Regions from separate parts of the Arachis hypogaea genome. Here region 1 is linked to region 2. A link is a contact called in public Hi-C data. All regions are on one chromosome and are shown on one strand. Each heading gives the region's core, a stretch centred on a gene start, on an enhancer-like site or on the middle of the called end of the contact. The rest is flanking DNA. Distances are from core to core; before and after follow the strand shown.

What was found. Hi-C and Micro-C count contacts between places; a contact is called where the count stands out from the background.
Region 1: a Hi-C map of an unstated tissue shows a contact between it and region 2, with 6 times the contacts expected there. The contact joins the enhancer-like site here to the promoter of LOC112703318 in region 2. A contact is called at or near these places in 2 of 8 Hi-C or Micro-C datasets (leaf and an unstated tissue).

What each region holds. Positions count from the first base shown.
Region 1 is chr7:67,298,216-67,300,915 of arahy.Tifrunner.gnm2.J5K5, reverse strand. It overlaps LOC112703321 (a long non-coding RNA gene), which reads right to left. Exons shown (of 3, transcript XR_003154563.3): 3 at 2,470-2,700. Among protein-coding and RNA genes, the nearest start is that of LOC112703321, 4.6 kb to the right of the region's middle. Within about 2 kb of position 1,390, at least 1 of the 3 cell types and tissues checked has open chromatin away from gene starts, as enhancers often do.
Region 2 is chr7:67,124,268-67,126,967 of arahy.Tifrunner.gnm2.J5K5, reverse strand. It overlaps LOC112703318 (auxin-responsive protein IAA9), which reads right to left and starts at 1,436. Exons shown (of 7, transcript XM_025754719.2): 1 at 1,223-1,436; 2 at 61-509. The coding sequence starts at 474.

The sequences.
Region 1 (2,700 bases), core at 141-2,640, 170 kb before region 2:
ATATATATTTGTATTTTTAAATGATGATAAAATATACTTTTGTCTCTAAAGTTTTTAAAAATTTTAAAAATACTCCTAAGTCTTAATTTGTTTAAATTTCATTCCAAAAGTTTTAAATTTACATCAATTCTACTCTTTTAATTAATAGTGTTTAAATCATTAACAAATATTAGTAATGTGACAAATGATGTGATAAGGAAAGTGAAAACATACTTATTTTAGTAACCATTTGTCTTCCCTTTTTTAAATGATTTCTCTTATTTCTTTTTCTTAGTGACGAAGACAAACAAAAACTAGAGAACAGAGTCACACGAACAGACTTGGAGAGGGAGGAGAATGTCGTACCATTCTCTTCAATCTTCCGCTGTGACATTGCAAAATTACAAATCGCCAATTTGATAATTCCTTTTCCAAATCACCAATCATCTATGTATCTTGCCTTACTGTTAATATATCATCTACACATAGCAGTACGAAAAGGAACTTATCACCTATAGATATTTTGACATACACATAATGATCTGTATTCGTCCTGGTGTATTTATGACTCACCATAATAGAGTCAAACTTCTTACCATTGCCTAAAAAGTTGCTTTAAATCATACAAACTCTTCTTTAATATGTAAATCATATTCTCATTTCTGATTAGTTCTAAAATTTTTTTTGGTTATTTTGTCTAGATTTCTTTCTCCAAACCTCCATAAAAAAATATAGGTATCAAATCTAACTAACTGCTTAAGCTCCAAATCTAAGCAAGCTGTCAATATGAGAATCACTCGAATAGAACTCATTGACAATAGAAAAAAAATCTCATCAAAATCTATTCTTGACTTTTGTTCAAAGGCTCTAACAACTAAGCACGAACTTATACTTTATTAACTTGTTGCCATCTTTCTTGAGTTTGAACATCTATTTGTTCTGGAGAGCCTTCTTTTTTTAGAAAGTTTAACCAATTTATAGGTGTTTTTTTTCTTTTATAGAAAATTTCTTCTTTTTTATCAAATAAAATAAAAATCAACTAACCGTTATGGCTCATGTGTTTCTTCAAGTATTAAACTAAGCATTTTTTTTTTCAAAACTTCTTGTTTCTCGTTTACTCTATAAGTTCCAACCAATTTTAATTAAAGTATCACACAATTTATTATAATTTTTTATTATCAATGGTGTGTATTAAACCTGTATACATTTTTCATACATTAACGATTAATTGTATCCAATGATCAAGTTACACTTTTTTATATGGTAAATTATATGGTAAAAATTTAAATATGTATAAAAATACAAAGATTCCATTAAATGCAATGTAATTGCAACACATATATATGCTGAAAGTGGTTATTAAGACGTGGTTTGATATGAGTTCTATAACACGATGGAATGATGATAAGATTTTTTTTTGGGTGACTAGAACAAATAAGATGAGTATGCAGAGAATGGGCTAAGTAGAAAAAATATCTAATAACATATTGGTAGACGGTCTCATAAGAGTTTACTAGTTGACATGCCTTTTTGAACGGGAAGATATAACTTTCGCAAAATAATTAAAACATTGTTGAAAAAAATACAATAAACAAATCTATATTAAATAATTATATATAATAATAATAAATAATTTAAATTTTATTTAATTGGATATATATCATATGAAATAATTAATTTAATTTTAATACATATTAGTGCAAAATAGTTTATATGCGCATTCAATTACATAATATTACGTAAAAAATAATTATTTTTATATTAACTACATGAATAATAGTTATTCAAAAAATATATGTAATTGAATAACTGTATAAAATATTTACATTATTAATACATCAAAATTAAACTCAAAATTAATGTATAAATAATTTTAGTTATATTTTATATTTTTTACCTATCCCACATTGGAAATGTCGTGAATTCTTCAACTTCCTCCTTAGAATTTTTTCTGAGACTCTCAGCAGCTCTAAAAGCTCTAATTTGCTATTGGCGTCTTCTAATAGTCCTTTCAATCTCAAGATCAAAATAAAAAAAAGGTTCCATGTATCTGTTCCTACTCAAACAAATTGAAAATAAGAAAAAGTAAGAATTTGTATGTTAGAGCAAAGAGAATTTTCAATGAGATAAACTGAGTAAAAGAAATAAAACAAGGTAAACTAAAACAGAAAATATAAATTTTTGAATATTAAAGAGAAATTTAAAATAAAATTTTGAAAATTATGAGAGAAAAAATAAGAAAATACAATGAATAAAACAAATGAAAAATACCAAATAATTTTCGAAAATTAAAGGGAAAAAATTAAACAAATTAAAGCAAAAAAGTATAATCTAGGTAATCAAACAACGGGTAGTTGTCAATCACAGTTAACCCCTGGTAACGGCACCAAAAACTTGATGCAGAATTTCAAATACCACAAACTAACCGGCAAGTGAGTCGAGTCATATCAAGTAATACTCTATTCCTAGGATGAAGAACAAAATCAATACTTGAATTTAAATCAATGTATTACTTAAAAGTAGAATGATAGTAGGTTATTAATCCATCAAAATAAACAAAACTACTAACCTTAATAGAGGAGGTTTAGTTGCTCATGGCTAAAAAGAAAAACCTAGAATTGTAAAAAATATCAAAGTATCGAATGAGGAAGAAGAAGCGAAGAGAGGCCAAAGGGCTGAATCTTTTCTCCTTTTATATCTAATCCTAATTGATTTGAAAAT
Region 2 (2,700 bases), core at 187-2,686:
TTAATCTAAAAAATTTCTCAAAGTGATAGATATTTTGGAATGAATGGAATACGTTTTTACCTCAGAGAACCCAGTCATTGCATCCGAAAACCCTCTTTTGTTGCCCAAAAGAGCAGGCTTCGACGAGGAATGATGATCATCAGCTACAGGACGCAAAGGAAACAAAGGTTTCTCATCAAATTGAGTAGAACTCCTCAAGCAAAGATCTGAGTCTCTTTCAGGAGACTGAGATCCCGGAAGCCCCAACCTCAGCTCAGTAGCTTTGAGGTTCAGATTGCTTTTAGTCTCATCAGAGAATGAGGGAACTGAGCTATCCACAGAAGAACAATCAGACAATCCCATGTAGTTTCGCTCCTTCAGTTTCGAGCTGTTCAGACAATTCACACTTTCCATGGTGGATGAGGAAGAAACCAACAGAGTCACATGGCTCTGCTGACCTTCCTCATCCCCCACCACGCCGAGTAGCGGAGACATAGCAGTTCAATAGAGAATCTCCCAATTTTGAATACCTTATCATCAAAACAATAACACAAACATCTGTCATGCGTTGCTTACACACTGAGGAATCTTCAAACACACAGAAAATTGGACAAAGCAATAAATAAATAAACAATTAACATTGTAAACATAGCTGGCCACACTTGATTCATAAGCAACCTCAACAAATTATAATTCATTGATTTGAGTAACTTCATTAACCTATTGAAGCATACTATTGTTCACAATTTTTTTTTCCAATGTTTCTTATGCTTTCAGCCTAAGAAGCATGAAATTAGCATCAATCACCAAGTATGTCATGCTTTATGACTTGTTCATGATTTTTTTTTTTAAGTTTAATAACATAAATCTAGCCTCAGGGTTTTAAGAGAAAGACCTCAGAAGCAACCCAAACACTGAAGAATCAACAATGTATGTGAGACTGTTAAGTATATTAGAGCAATCCCTTAAATAATGAAAATAAAAATAATAATTATTAGTCAATAATAAAAGAAATACTTGATGGCTATGCTTGTGTTTGTGTTTGTTAGTGCAGTGAAGGAATTTTGAGAAAAATGGAAGACATTGATCGAAAGTTTTTATAGGAAAACCGAATAAAGATAAAAAGAGAGGCTACAAAAGTTGAAAGCAAAAGGAGGCAGAAGAAGGAGACATAATTTGCTTGGAAGCAAAAAAATAAATAAATAAATAAACACTTTGTGTGCTGAAGATGTTAACGTTTTACCTGAAGAATCAGCAGATCAAAGGAGAAGAAGAAAGGGTGAAGAAGAAGAAGGAGGAGAAGGTGAAGAGTGTGATTGAGAGAGAGAGAGAGAGAGAGAGAGAGAGAGAGAGAAGAGAACTAAGGACCCTCCATTTTGGCACAAAGTAACAAAAGCTTCTTTGTTTGTTCGATGTGAAACACCATGCATTAAAATATATAATGTAATAATAATATAATAATCAATAAATATGACTTCAATTTATTAATATAAATAACAATTATTTGATGTGTATACTAAAATTAACAATCAAAGTCAATTATCAATATAAAATACATATTAGAATATAAATATACATTAAAATAAATTAAATTATATATATTTATACATAAATATATTAATGGCTGATTTTAGTAATTAATTTAATATACGAATAATATTTTTGTATAATAAATAAATAAGAGACTAAGAGAGTGCCTCAAACAAATAAAAAATAATTTTTGCAAGAAGAGTTGTTTGCTATTTAAAGAGACTTTCTTTTAGCATAAAACTCGGGATAAAAAGATATTATATGTGAGATAGACTGTGTAGAAACTTTTACTATTGTCAATAATTTACAGGATTGCTCTAGATTTATTGATCTTTTAGTGTTCAAAATCCGAGATATTGGAAACGGCGTGCTGATTCCGGTTGATTTTGAGAGATATAAATACAATAGCAAATATCATGATAAAAACTGCAATGAGGACTCTTTCTTTTCAAGTAGAACTTCCATTATCTTAAAAAGATTTTAAAAATAGTATTCAAAGAGAATTATCTTTCTTAAGCAGTTTTTTATTTATTTTATCTTTTTTAGTTGTTGTTTATTTTTTTTTTAAAGTCACAAAAAAACAAATAAAAAGTAGGGCAAAACACATAAGTAAACCATAGCTAGGTCAATATTACATGAATCAGCCAAATCAAAAATTGGTTCATCAATCAACCAAAGGAGATTTCTATATAATTTGAACCAATTTGGTTCGAACTCAATCTCCATGTGATTCGAACCAATTAGGTTCGAATTACACCTTGTAAAGGTTTGCCAAATAATTCGAACCAATTGGGTTCGAACTTTTACATATAATTCGAACCAATTAGATTCGAATTAGTGTGAAGAATTAGCCAGCAAGTAATTCGAACTAAGATGGTTCGAATTACTAAGAATTCGTTCCGCACAGCAATTTAAGTTACGAACATAGTTTCTGCATCATGGTTTAATAAAACTCGCAGAGTTATTTATTCTGGTGTGCATTAGACATACATTTCGTTTAAAACTGCGGAGAAAGAACATATTCATTAACTAAATTCCCATTCAAAGTACATCACACTAACGTTAACAAATTCTATCAGTTAGCAACTACAAGTAAGAAAACCGATAATAGTGGAATCTAAATGCGAAATTGAAACAACGAAAGTACCAACTCCACCAAAACACCTAATCATGCCCCCGTGTGTGCTCTGC